Linked DNA regions of Hordeum vulgare: region 2 is linked to region 1. A link is a contact called in public Hi-C data. All regions are on one chromosome and are shown on one strand. The core of a region is the stretch at or near the end of the contact, and the rest is flanking DNA. Distances in the headings are between cores, read along the strand shown.

Evidence for each region. Hi-C and Micro-C count contacts between places; a contact is called where the count stands out from the background.
Region 2: a Hi-C map of seedling shows a contact between it and region 1, with 4 times the contacts expected there. The contact joins the promoter of LOC123448976 here to the promoter of LOC123448973 in region 1. A contact is called at or near these places in 1 of 6 Hi-C or Micro-C datasets (seedling) and 1 of 1 datasets of contacts at active chromatin or transcription factors (embryo).

What each region holds. Positions count from the first base shown.
Region 1 is chr4H:462,338,698-462,345,353 of MorexV3_pseudomolecules_assembly, forward strand. It overlaps LOC123448973, which reads left to right and starts at 2,168. Exons shown (of 1, transcript XM_045126032.1): 1 at 2,168-3,166. The coding sequence starts at 2,414. The coding sequence ends at 3,025. LOC123448971 reads right to left here. Exons shown (of 4, transcript XM_045126031.1): 3 at 5,575-6,656; 4 at 3,727-5,436. The coding sequence ends at 4,401.
Region 2 is chr4H:463,156,367-463,163,802 of MorexV3_pseudomolecules_assembly, forward strand. LOC123448976 (receptor-like protein kinase HERK 1) reads right to left here and starts at 3,114. Exons shown (of 1, transcript XM_045126036.1): 1 at 12-3,114. The coding sequence starts at 2,756. The coding sequence ends at 225.

The DNA of each region.
Region 1 (6,656 bases), core at 918-3,417:
GTGTCATGGAGGTCTTGCAAACAGACCATCTTGACAAGGTCCGCTATGGAAGAGAACTAACTACTTTAGACAAAGCCAGTGTTGAGGCAGAATGGTTGCGTGACTTCTTGATGGACTTGCCTGTGGTTGAAAACCTGTATCGGCTATTCTTATGAATTTTGACAACCAAACGATTACTGCTAAAGTGAACAATTCTGAGGATAATGCTAAGTCATCAAGACACGTGAAGAGACACTTTAAATCTATGAGGGAGTTGCGAAAATCTGGTGTAATAACTGTTATGTATATTCAAACAAACAAAAACCTAGCAAATCCCTTTACAAAGGGATTATCACGAAATATGATAGATATTGCATCGAGGGGGATGAGTATGATACTCATAGATGTTACACCATAGTAGTAACCCAACAGTTGTGATCGGAGAAGAACAAGCTATTGGTTAACTAAGGAGAGTAATAAGTGATCGTCTCTAAGTGAAGATGCAAAACTCTCAAAGCTATAAGGCATGTTGGCAACATGCCTTGATGTGTTTCTATTGGCTATTATAGCAAAGATATTGTCCTACACAGCGGTCTTGAAAGGACACATCTATATGAGCTCCGATTGTAAACGTCACAGTCTTTGAGACTTGGATGATCTTTAGTAAGTTTACAAAGATACAAAGAAGTATGATGTATATGCTCCAAACCGTAGGGTAGACTACTAGCAGCCAGGTACTGGTTAGGATTTTAAGTGAAATCCGTTCACACAAAACTGGCAATTTAAGGCATAGTCCATTGCCAAGTTATGGATGGATGTAATTTAAAGTTCTAGTCAAAAGTTTAACTTAACAATCTCCGTTAAAACACTGGTATATTAAACAAGTGCTGAGAAGGCAGATCTTTAAATGAGCATTTGAGATCTGACAGGGGACTGGTGGGTGGGGGGGGTTGTTAGAATAAATGGGCTTGACCCATTAACAAATTCTGAAATCTCACATGAGCTCATGAATAAAATGGCAAGCGATGGTGCTAAAATTTAGTTCCATATTACCACAGTTGAGGAAGAGTTGAACATCTTTATATAGTGGGTTCTCTCCATCATTCCAAGTGTTGTGTTGAGAAGAGAAAGTGAAGACAACACGTGTGTGCTCGCTCGCCTCACCTTGCATGGACGAGCTCGGGCCACGGCCGGGACGACGCGTCCGTGCAACATGTGCATGAATGGTTCGTCGAAATCCGTTATGTTGCCTTGCAAGGGTGAGACTTCGTTTTGACGTTTTATTTTTTGATGTCTTGACAGGCAAGTTGAATTGTTTTCTTGTCCCACAAGTTTGACTTGAAAACCAAGTCGGTTTGAGTGATCGCGACTCCGTACCGCCATTGGTCCTCCTATATATATTGTTTACGGCCTCGGCCAAAGACACACCTAAAACACCCAGGGTTTTACCTCATCTTGAAACTTGTTCCACCATCATAGTGTACTCAATCACGACTGTCGACGTGCATCAACGTGCGGGAAAGCAGGTCTTTTAGAACCGTTCATCCTTACGATCCTACACCGGGAGAGGACGAGATTTTTAAAAAACACTCTCTGTAACTCGCAAAGGTCATCATCACGGGTCGTCTTCCATCAAAGTAACTTGTATCCATTGGTCCAAGAAAAATGTGTTTGCATCAATGAGCACCAATGCTTCCATGACATGTGACAAATGCCGCGTAAGTCTACGTAGATTGTTTTCCTCTAATGAGAAAAATGCTTTCATTCCATACTCTCTTGCTGGAATAGAAACAATCAGGTAGTATTTTGAATATTTATGAAAGCATCATTTACGGAATTTATTCCCTAGAATTTAGTTGATTTGTTTCCTAAAAGACCAGACGCATTTGGTTCTCACAAATGATGCTTCCATCGCATGGCTGCAGTAAGCCGGCGTGATTTTAGAAGGCATCCAAACAAGGTAGCAACGTGAGGGAGGTAGAAACGAATGAAGATGAAGCTGGTAACCCGAGCATGGATTGCGGGAGCAGTTACCAAGCAACTAAACTAGCAGATCGGACGTATGTAATGCTTTTGATCCGATGGTCAAAGACTAGTCTGATAGCATGTAAATTATTTATAGTCTAATGCCTAGTGGTATCTTCACAGAGGAAGTAAATGCTAGTCTTCGTTCTAGTTATAAATTATTTACTGAAATTAATCATGAATTTAAATAACATTTCAACATCAGATTTATATCAATTCTCTTCTCTCTTTTTTGGTGAACCCCGTTTTTCCTCTCAAGCAAACACTTAACGCGCCTACAATTTCGATTTTGCAACGTGCGGCAGCTTTCAAGGCCCCGTGCAGGCACCGGAGCCACGCATCGACCACCGAAAGTTATCCAAAACCAGCGGCAAACCAGGAGAGGAACTAACCAAGCAGCCGCGCCACCATGAAGTGCTGGTGCACACATGCGCCCAAGGGAGCAATGGCGAGGCCGCTCTCCAGCCCCTTCTCCGTCACCACCCTCCGCGCCCCGCTCTGGCACGGCCGCCTCCACGCGCCGCCGCTCCCTCCCCTCCGCGCAAGCTCTGGCGATGACGCCGCCGCCGGACCGGAGCCGCCGGCCCCGGTCGCCACCGCCCCCTCCGCCGACGAGGAGTTCGAGAAGCGCGTCCTGCAGCTGAAGTCCCGCGTCGGGCCCAAGAAGCGGGGCAGCGCCGGGGCGCGCAAGAGGAAGGCCGCCGCCGAGTCCAACGCCGTCACGCTGCCGCCGGTGCCGCTGCGGGAGCCCCGGTCGGCCCTCGGCCTGCCCGTCGAGTTCGGCTTCACCGCCTACAGCGAGCGGCTCAACGGCCTCCTGGCCACGGTGGGCCTCACCGCGCTGCTGCTGGTGGAGCTCGGCTCCGGCAAGTCGCTGGTGAAGTACCACCAGGCGCCCACGCTGTTCCTGCAGGTGTACACGATCGTCGCCGCCGGCACCGTGTACGTCAAGTACGAAAAGGAGCGGATCAGCGTCTGGCCGGCGCCGGCACCGCCCAAGGCGCCGACGAGCGGCGAGTGAGCTGCTAGCTCTTGTTGGTTGATTTTGGTCTCGTCGGTAGGATGCTTCCGTTTTGTACTGTAATTTATTACAACCTCCTGAGCTGCCGAGCTGTGCTGTAAAAACTGAAACTGCTTAACCACACAGAGATATGTTTTTTCACAGTCGTCTCACCTTTTTTTTTTCCTCAGTTCCGCACTTGTTTCATTTACGTGAGATAAAAAATTCTTTCATGGGCCGAAAATGGAAATTCCCCACTGAGTTGAGAAGAAATTATGTTGAGGCTGCCGTGTGCGGATGTTGAGACAAACTGGGGTATTGCTACTAAAATGTGATGTTGTGAATTTTCTTTCTCGGATGGTCTTAAACAGCAGATTTTCCACGAAATGGACAAAAGTGGAGCCAAACAAACGCTGCCGTTGGTCCACGTTCTGTCCACCGCACGGGACGTCGATGGTGTCGTCTACTCTTATCCACAGCCACAGCCACACCACACCATCCAAAGAGGTGGGCATAATTTCCATGGCCTGGCCCTCGCTGAGCAGGCGACCAACCAACAACCAGTGGCACGTCGTATAGCGTGCAGCGCAACCAATGATACGCATTGTCGCAACAGTTTTTTCCACATCGACAGGTCACAGATAGACTTGACCGACGCACAAAACAAGCATATCCATCATGAGAAATTTCAAGCAGCTGCTGCTTACTTTTCCACTCCACCATTTAGAAAAAAGGGCAATGCCAAACACACTGCGGACTTTTATTGGGATGCAAATTGCCCGGCGGTGGTGACACCCATTAATAAACAGTAGATAAAAAAGTCAGGTTTGAAGACAGCAACAAGTCCTAATTAAACCACATCCAAACCGGGTGGGTATCCGTACCGTATCCCACTATGCAGCAGCACTACGTATCCCATCTGCTTGCTTTTCCAGATCCAACGACTAGGCAAATTATAGTGAAGACAAGTCACTTTAATACAGGGCGCCCTACCATGCAACCGCAAATAGGTGAAGCCCAGGTGTAGAGAGAGAGAGAGGGGGACGCTTCTGCAAGTAGCTTCAAGCCATCTCTCGTTTAGCTTCGATTTGGCGAGAAATGGAATTTCGCCACCATGTTGACATGCCAGCTTCAGCTAATTATGCCAACCAGGATCCAAAGATGCAGCCCACCGATGACGCTCGTCTCATCAGTGTAACATGTGTATCATTTATATCAGCCTGTAGATACTACGCTGCAGCATATCTCCTGAGGAAGAACGCAACAAACAAACCAGTGTAGGAAGAGGGTATGGTCAGCAAACACTTCTTGATTGGGCTAACAGAAGCGACGGCGGCTGAATCAAAATGCCACTATGTATTAGTCGGTAGAAGATTCAGATTCATTCGTTGCTAGGTCAGTACCTCCTCTTCTTCGATCTACTGTCATTTGGGTTGCCGTCACGGCACCCCTGAGGGCCACGGTACCTGTAGCCATCTTCCTCCTCGCCCCTTCCTCTGTGCTCCATTCTGTTCCTGAAGCGGCCCTCAGGCTCCCGTGGACCGCCATCACCATCGGCAAAGTCGATGTCGCCATCGCCGTGGTACGAGAGCATCTCCTCGTCGCCACCCATGGGGCTCCGTTCCAAGGATCGACGATACGCTCTCCTCTCCCCAAACCTCCTTCTCTCTGTAAGTTCAGCCTCTGCATGTAGCTCGGCTAGTTGAGCGGGATGTAAAGGCGGCTCAAAGGTCTCACCTTCAACACCTTGATGCATGCCACACCTCTTCATGTTCCTTTGCATACCCCTCTCGTCATGTCCTACTCGGTCGAATGGAGGGTCGCGGCGTCGTATGTGGCGTTGATGAGGTAAGTATGGTCTGTCACCTCTGTTCAGTGGTGGTGATCTGTGCATGGTTTCAGGGGACCGTCCCCGGTGGAAATGAACCGGAGCGCCCCTTCTTTGCCCAGGTGAATGGCTCCTATCCCTGTGGATAAATGCATGATCACCTAGAGTGTGCTGTGAACGAGGATGGGGCATGAAAAACCTCTGTTCCATCATGTCATCTGGGACATCATCCATCTCCCCATGATCCAACAGCCTAGGGTCCATAATCTCTCTCCCAGAAAATCTGTCATGCGCCATTTCTCTCATGAGGCAGCCAGGCATCTGATTCGGTGGTGAACGCAGCCGCCTATGCTGAGTTCGGTGCAAGTGCCCGTAGTCATTTTCATGTGGCCTCCTTCTGCCAACAATAGGTTCATCTTCGAAGTCAATTTCAGACTCATCGCTCATTCTTGGACCCCGGAAGTTCCTTGGATGGCCATGATATCCACCACCACGACCACGATAACGCGGGTCTATCCTCCGTTGATTGTTCATGTCTCTGCCACCATGGAACTCTCTATTGTTCTCTCGTTCAGACTGCATGAACCTCTCCCATCTTTCATTCCTGTAAAGAAAAATAAAGAGGACAACCTTCTGTAACAACAGTCAAGGATAAAATCAAGAAATATAAATAAGCACAGGGCAAAGCCAGCCAGGTACATGCAACATGACTGCCAAAACAAAATAATAACAAGAACCATACCTATTAACATAAGCACTTGCCACATCTCGCCAATGCGACCCATTAACCTGTCCGTCTTTTTCATTCTGTACAGAAGATGTCATGCAAGAGTCAGGTTTGGATTTTTCGTGTTCTGACCTTTCACCTGTCGATTTCACCTCTGTAGATTCATTATTTGGTTGACTGGTCGAAGCTCCATCAAGAAGTGAATCTTCACCCAAAACCGGATCGTTTGGCTGTAAATTGGAGCCTCTAGCAATATCTTCCTTTTCTGTCCCATGCTCGCTCTTTACAGCAGCAATTTTTGCATTGCCCTCACTACAATTAGCAGCTTCCTTACCATCAGGAGACTGACTCCTTTCAGATTTTATCACTGGGATTCTACTCTTCACGACAGGGTTATCAGATGTCTTGGGAGATTGTCCGGTAGAATATATTTTATAGGAACCTGAAGTTCCCAAAATAGGTGATCTTGTAAGATCTGCTGAACTGGCACCTGCGGAGATCTTAACATCTTCCATGGTAACGTCAGTATTACTCGGCGGGGAATTCTTATCAGATGTCAACAATTGTTTGCCTTTGGCTTTCCCATTAACAGAAACCCCACTTTCATGCTCCTCCTCACCTGAACGAGTGGCGATAACATCTGGCATATTAACACGCTTCGCATCATCAGTGCCCTGAATGTGAACCTTATTTGTTACAGACAAACAGTCGTGATGCATATTACTATCATCTTCTTTCTGCGGCTCTGTGATCAGGTCATTAACCTCAGTAATTTGACTACTACCCAATGACTCAACATGAGGCTTATTGGTAGTAGGCAACTGTGAAACAGCATTATCACCATCCTCTGAAAAGTCCATTGAAGCACTTCCTTGGGACATACCATCAAATACAGCACGGTGCAGAGAATTGAAAACCAAAGATTCAGCTGTAGGGTTGGAAGAACTTCGGGATACATCACAAGGCTTGCGGGCCACATTTTTGCGAGCATGAACCTGATTAACTGCTGGTTTACAATTAGCAGTAGCTTTAACAGGATTACAGCTTGCAGGCCCCAAAGCAGAAATGATGGGTTGACTAGCTGGTTCAAATAATCC
Region 2 (7,436 bases), core at 1,864-4,363, 820 kb after region 1:
TAGCAAGTCTGTTCATATTAGCTTTGGTCTCTGTGCCGATCATATAGAAGGTTACTTTTGTGAAATCACGGTACACTTATTTGTACAATACTCCATCACTATTTGATATAGCTATCTTCTACATGAAAGAATTTACATCGTTTGTCATGTATACATCTATAGAGACAAAATTGACATATACATGTCCTTTACTTTTTACAACGTCCACGCAGCATTATTTGGCTTTACCTGACCTCGTCGCTCTTGATCATCTTGGAGAATACTCCGCTCATGGACATTCCTTCTAGATCACCCAAGTTGGTGGTCATGGCAGCATCGTCAGTCGGCACGGTAGCGGTGGACAGGCTGCGCTGAACCAGGGGCGTTTTCCCGGGTACGGGCGGCGGCAACATGGTGTCGGTCTCCGAGCCGTCTGACGACCCCATCTGCAGCTGCAGCGCGAACTCGAGGCACCAGAGCACGTCCCCCATGGTCGGCCGCTCCACGCCGTACTCGGCGAGGCACTTGTCGGCCGTGTCGGCGAGCTTCTTGAGCGACCCCGGCCGTATCGTCCCGGCGATCCTCTGGTCGACGATTTGGTCGAGCTGGCCGTTTCTGAGACATGGCGTCGCCCACTCTGCCAGGTTCACCATCTCCCGCGGCAGCGTCGGGTCGATGACGGTGCGGGCGCAGAGCACCTCCAGCAGGACCACGCCGAAGGAGTAGACGTCTGACTTCTCCGTCAGCATCTGCCGCCGGAAGTACTCCGGGTCGAGGTACCCGAAGCTGCCCTTCACCTTGGTGCTGACGTGCGTCTTGTCCAGCTCCGGCCCGTTCTTGGACAGCCCGAAGTCGGCGACCTTGGCCATGAAGGTGTCGTCGAGGAGGATGTTGGCTGACTTCACGTCCCGGTGGATGATGGCCTTGGCGGAGCCGGTGTGGAGGTAGTGCAGCCCCCGCGCGGCGCCGATGCAGGCCTCCAGCCTCTGCTCCCACGACAGGGGCGGGAGGCCGGCGCCGTAGAGGTGGCTCCGGAGCGTGCCCATGGCCATGTACTCGTACACGAGGATCATCTCGCCGCGCTCGTCGCAGTAGCCGATGAGCGAGACGAGGTGCCGGTGGCGCAGCCGGGACAGCATCTCGATCTCCGTGTGGAACTCGTGTAGCCCCTGCTGCGTCCGCCGGTTGCCGCGCTTCACGGCCACCAGAGTCTCGTCGCGCATCGTGCCCTTGTACACCTTCCCGAAGCCGCCCTCGCCGATGACCATGCCCTCGTCGAACCCGCCGGTCGCCTCCTGGAGCGCCGCGAACGGGATCCTGTACCCGGCGCCGGCGCCGTTCTGCCCGAGCATGACGGTGTTCCCGCTGCTCTTGGAGAAGCTCCGAGAGCGCGAGCGAGAGCCCAGCGCGCTCGCCGAGAACGGCGACCAGGTGTCGGACGGCTTCTTCTCCGGCTCAGTCCTGCGCAGCGTCCTGAAGGCGATGAACCCGAGCACCATTATCAGCGTGGCCCCGCAAACGGCCGAGCCGGCGATGATCCCGATTTTGACCTTCGAACTGCGCGGGGACGCGGCGGCAGCGCCGGCGCCGGCGCTCCCGACTAGCCTCATGATCTCGAGGCCGTTGAGGAAGCCGTCAGGTAACGCGTTGTCATCGGTCGACGACCCGATGCTCACGGTGATCGTGCCCTTGGCGTCCTCGGCGCCCAGGAGGAAGTCCTTGTACACCGGTATGGATAGCCGGTTGAAGGTGTCACGCGAAATCTCGTAGTTTTTAAGCACCACCGACCCGCCGACGTAGACGTTGAAGGCCATTCCGATGGCTGCCTTACTGACGATGTCGCAGAAGTGGAACCGAAGCAGGTAATCCGACCCGGCCGGGGCGTCGAACCTCCAACTGATGTTGAACTGCACGTTGATGGTGCTGACCTCGCCCGCCGTGCTCAGCTTCGTCGCCGTCGCGTACACTTCCGCCGGCGCCGTGAACGCGGAGGAGAGTGCCGATTTCTCGTCGTATTTGATGGTCAAGGGCTTGGCGTCTTTATGCTGCGCCAAGTTGGCGTTGAGCTGGAACCCCTGGTCCGGCAGCCACGTCCTCCCCAGCGTGTCGTTACCAGGCGTGATCTTGGGAATGCCCATGTTGATCCTGTGGATCGTCTCCAGCGCCTGCGTCGACAGCCCGGTGTACTGGACAGCCCTGTCAACCATGCTGGCCGTGTCGGCGATCAGCTCATCGGGGAGCGGCACGACCTCGATGGCGTTCACGAACGCGAGCTTCCCCGTCGGCGTGAACGCGATCACCAGCGTGGCACCAGTGACGTTCACCGAGAACTCCCTGAGCTCCGCCGTGCCGTTCTTGTTCGTGTACCCGTTGAGGAAGACCGCGCCCTGCACGGACACGTTGAACGCGGCGTCCGCGGCCATGTCGTAGGACTGGTACGCGAAGGGGAAGAAGTGGAGACGCACGAAGTGCCGGCCGGGCTGCTTGACGGCGAACGTGTAGGAAGCTGGCGCGGTGAAGACGCGCGCGGACCGATAGAGCTCCGACTCGCCGGACGGGACGGCCGCGGTCAGCGACGTGTTGGCCTCGACGCTCTGCGGCGCGGCCAGCGACTTGGCGGGCAGACGGGCGTCCCCGGCGAACGTCCGTCCGGGGGCGACGGTGGCGCTCGCCGACGTGCCGCAGACGACGAGGTAGTTGTCCGCGCCGGCGACCGCGCTACTGGCTGCGCCGAGCAGCACGGACGCGAGGAGGAGCATGTCAACAAGTGGCGGCATGGTGCAAGAATTCCGGCCAAAGCATCGGCGATCGATCGGCACGGGGCTCTAGAAGGAGGCCACGAAGGTCTTCACGGACATGGATGGCCGCAAAAACTGGAGAGCATCACCGGAGTGGGCGATCGATTCTCTTTGTAGAGGTGGTGCTGAGACACTTGTTGCTTGACGATGAGTTGAAACGAGATAGATGAGCAGTGGGAGTTAACAACTGCTACTAATACCCACAGGAAAGAAAGTGAATCGATGCTTGGTTGTGATGAGTATTGGAGTGGTGAAAGGGCTTGGATGTGGTGGGGGTATTTGATTAGCTGGGGAGCACTGCGTATTGCGGTGTCGTTTTCTCAGGATCTCAGGTGGAGAGATAGGCTCGAGTTTGTTATATTATCGGGAGCTTTTCCTTGTTTGCGGGGAAAATCAGGAGCTTTCTAATGCCGTCATTTTCCTGGTTTACTGTTTGTCTTTTTAACATAGGAGTAGTATATACGCAGACACTCATATACGCGTACCTATATTTATTCATAGGAGTATACACACGTATACCCTATTCATATGAGCACCTCAAGAATAAATGCAAGCATCGGTACTTAAACCCTGAGGGTTGAGAATATCATAGTCTTTTAATCATCCAATCACAAATTGATTCGCCGATTTACTACTTGCGTGTCATCTATTCAATTCGATAGATTTCTCGTGTGATTCCCCCTCAAGAAACGTCAATGTATATATTGGTAAAAAAAGACAAGGAGAAAGTTTTTGCAACGTGTGATGAACGGACCGAGTGCCTCTAGGTCTCTTTAACTGTCAACTGCTTCTTATTGTCATGTGCTATGACGCTAGGAATTAGTACCATCACTGAAGCCAGAGAAAAGGTTCCAGGCACCTTTTCTGTCGTGGCCTCCCGAGACATGTCAAATCCCACGGTGACACATTCGCGGATGAGAACGACAGCGAAGAAAAACCGCTGCACACAGCACGCATTTTGTCGTGTGAATCGTGGCGCTTTGTTTAGGAACGTAAAGGGGAACGATTTGATTTTATCCCATTCCTCGACCACTGTGCTGTGCTCGGCTCGGTGGGAATGAAGGGCCGAGGAAGTCTCCAACCACCTAGTTCGACCACCGCACGCGACCGGAGCAGCCGTCGTTTTCGTACCACCGTCGTGCGCGCCACGACGACCGGGCAAGGATCGTACGTTGGTTTTCCTTTTCTGGCCGGTGCTGTGTGCACGCGTCTCCGGCTACTGGATGACACTGCTCGTAATGAGATCGTAAGAGTATAGGCTTCCCTAAAAGTTAATCGTTAAAAACACGTATAAAAACACTTATGATGCGAAATATTCTGGATAAATAAAATTGTATCCTACTATAGCCTTTTCTTTCCTGCCGTCCCCTAGAGCCCGTCTTCGGCGACGGCGTGCCTCGCCCCGGGGCCTCCCGCATCCCTCCGCCTCGCCCCAACGTCGTCCGTTTCCACGTGCAGTGGAGGATTCCTTCGCCCCGCCCTGACCCTGACGTGCCCGTTCGCCCCCGATTGAGCCGGCACTTAATATTATACACAGCCCATCTTAATATTATAGTATGAACATCTTAATATCTTTTTCAAAAATAGTACAGACAAAATTATTCATATACATATGCATACACTCATTTTTTGAATATACACGATCCTATCCCTATGAGCATCTTCGAGAGACTGGACTGTCATATCATCTTAAAATTTATCGAGTCACTGTAGACACCTCGTCGTTGACGAAAACATTTTCTTCCACTAAACATGTATCACCAAAAAATCTAAAATAAATATAATAATAATACGACCATTTGAACTTGAACACTAATAAATTAGAAAAATCACTGTTCCTCTGATCATCCAACCAACCACATGTTAGTTGGTAACAGTTTGATGTCGTATTATGGCGGCGGCACTGCCTCCTGTACACGCAGACGGAGGTATAGAGCGCTGTCGTCGCGTTCGTGCGCGTGTAGGAGACAGAAAGGGGGAGGAATGAATGAATGAATGCATGCACGAACGAGCTATCCAGTATCCATCTGCACACGGCAGGATAATGCAAGTTGATGCATGATTGGCGTCGCCGTCGATACGGTACGCGTCGGCGCGGCGACGGAAGCATGCATCGCATTCAAGGGCCACCAGTGTGCTACAGCTGCATGCAGCGCTTCCCGAGTTGACCCGATCGCTTCGGGGAAGGAGCGAACCAACGGCTGGAGGTGGTCAGGTGGAGGTGGAGATGAGCGTGGCGGACAGAGACGGGTTACGCGGTTGCGATCGAGCTCGTTTCCCTTGACCCGGCCCCCATCCGGCGTACTTGAATATTTAGGTTCTGGATCGCGTACGTGCGTGCTCTTGTTTTCTTTGGAGCCGTAGTCGCCTAATAATGAGTTCATGTTCGATTGCTTGCGTTGGTGATCGACTCAGTTGATGAATGTTGGCTTGGTCTTTCCGGAGTGCACGGTTCGACGTTGTGGGACGCCACGTCGCCGTCTCTCTAACAACCAAGAACCAACAAAAAAGAGAGTTGGTGACCCGCACATAAGGAAAGAAAACGAGTTGATCAAGTGAGCTGTTTACGTCGGAGATACGTGTAGGAACGTGGTTACTAGGAAGGGGTATAATACTCTCTGGTCGGAGGACCATGGGATAAATGGCACCTCTTTTTTCCCCCAAGCTTTTCGAAGTTTGAACCTTTCCTTGGGAGCGGCCGGTTAAGGCCCAGCGCCCACGACAATCATGGGAATCGTTGTCACTGGTGCGGATTCGTCTCCGCTGAGACCATTTTCCTTGTGACAAAATTGCCCTTGCTAGAAGCATCTTTTTGGTGATAAATTCGACCGTGAGGAGAGCATTTGGTTTACAACAAATTCGCCCCTGCTCGGAACAGTTCCAGATAAGCTTAGGGCAAACATTTTGGATCCAAACATATATCAAATGGCGACCTCGCATCATGGAGGCTTCGGACAACTCCAACAGACCAACTCAAACAAACACAAAATATGTTTGTTTTTTGTCTTTTTGGTGGCCACATTGGCAAGGACCCGTCGTTGTCTGTTCTTTTCTGACCATGAGAGCTAATGAGGCGACCCATTTAGTTTGCCCTGTCCATTTTATTCTTTTTTATCAATTTTTATTCTGGCCATTCTACACAATATTGATTGAAATAAATTAAATATCACACATGATTAAACAAGCAAGTCACATGGTTTACACTAAAATAAATAAAAATCATATAGTTTACAACTAAATGAAATTAAAATTGTAGCAAATAAATTGGAATAAAAATGAGAAGATCGAACTATTGATATTTTTATATGGGACCATATATGCTCAAGCAAATCTCATGAAGTTTAGTGTGAGTTGCCCAATAATGTATTTTGTGATGAAATCAAATGAAGTGTGCAGCCGGTGCCGCTGCACCCTTGGGCTCAATCAAATCACCCTGGTTTAATCCCATCCTTAGTCATAGATGTTGTCATCATGTTCATCCTCTATAATCATGTTGTGTATGATCACACAAACAGTCATCACCTTTAACCTAGTGTCAACGCTTCATGTTCTAGCAGGTTGCCGAACAATAGCCCAACGAGATTGAAGCACACCAAAAGCACACTCCACATCGTTCCTAAACACTCTCTTGTTCTTTGGTGAACCTAGCCATCTTCTCTTCTACGGGATCGAATATTGTTCACAAGTATAGACCACAGAGGATAGATGCCATCAACCAGGTAGTATCCTTTGTTGCATGGTGACCATTGATCTCCTAGTTGACCTATAGGAAATTCCCTTCCGAAAGACGGAAAACCACGAGAACACCGGAGAGTGCCGAAGCACATTGATGTCATTATGAGAACCCACATGCAAAAAAGAGTGCTAACTCAAGAGATCATGTGATGCCATAACTCCAAGTATGGCCGTGAAATCATCAACATGTCCCTTATATTGCCCATGCCAAGAAAATGGGCAATTCTTCAACTCCCACTGCATGCAACCTATGCTTCCAAGCATCCCATGAAACATATCGAAGCATTGATCGATAACAAAAGGTCTATATCCGCAACATTTGGTTCTCTCAAGTAATTCAGGCCAAACACGTGAAACCTAGCTTTACAGAACAACTACCCAAGGCATGTACACTCACTCATGCGTACATACTCATCAACAAGATCACCGAGAACTCCATATGCAATCTTCCAAACAACCTCAATATATTTATGATCAGAGGAGAAGCCAATCTTACCGATGGTGACTCACTTGCTTTTGAAATCATCATCATAACCCACCCCTCCCACCTGAATACCGTTCAACAATGGTCTCTGCATCCGAAAGCATTGTTGGAAAAGCTTGGTAGGGAATAGTGGATTTGTGCGATGAAAATAATTCTTAAAAGAGTAGGACATGACCCTGCTCTGTGTAACGATTCAATGCACGCGCATGACCTTCTATTGACTCCCTCAACAATGGCCGTTGCCTTGAAATTTATTCATTGACGAGAAGTGTAGCAACCATAACATCACTCTCATCATCAAATGATTTTTTGAACGATGATGACCATACGATGTTATTATAAAGAAATTGATCTAAGCTATCCGCCATGATCCTTCGGAGTGATGAATCCCCAAAGAGGTGGGAAAAGGGCCGAATATTTTTTGGGCGATGATGGTCGCC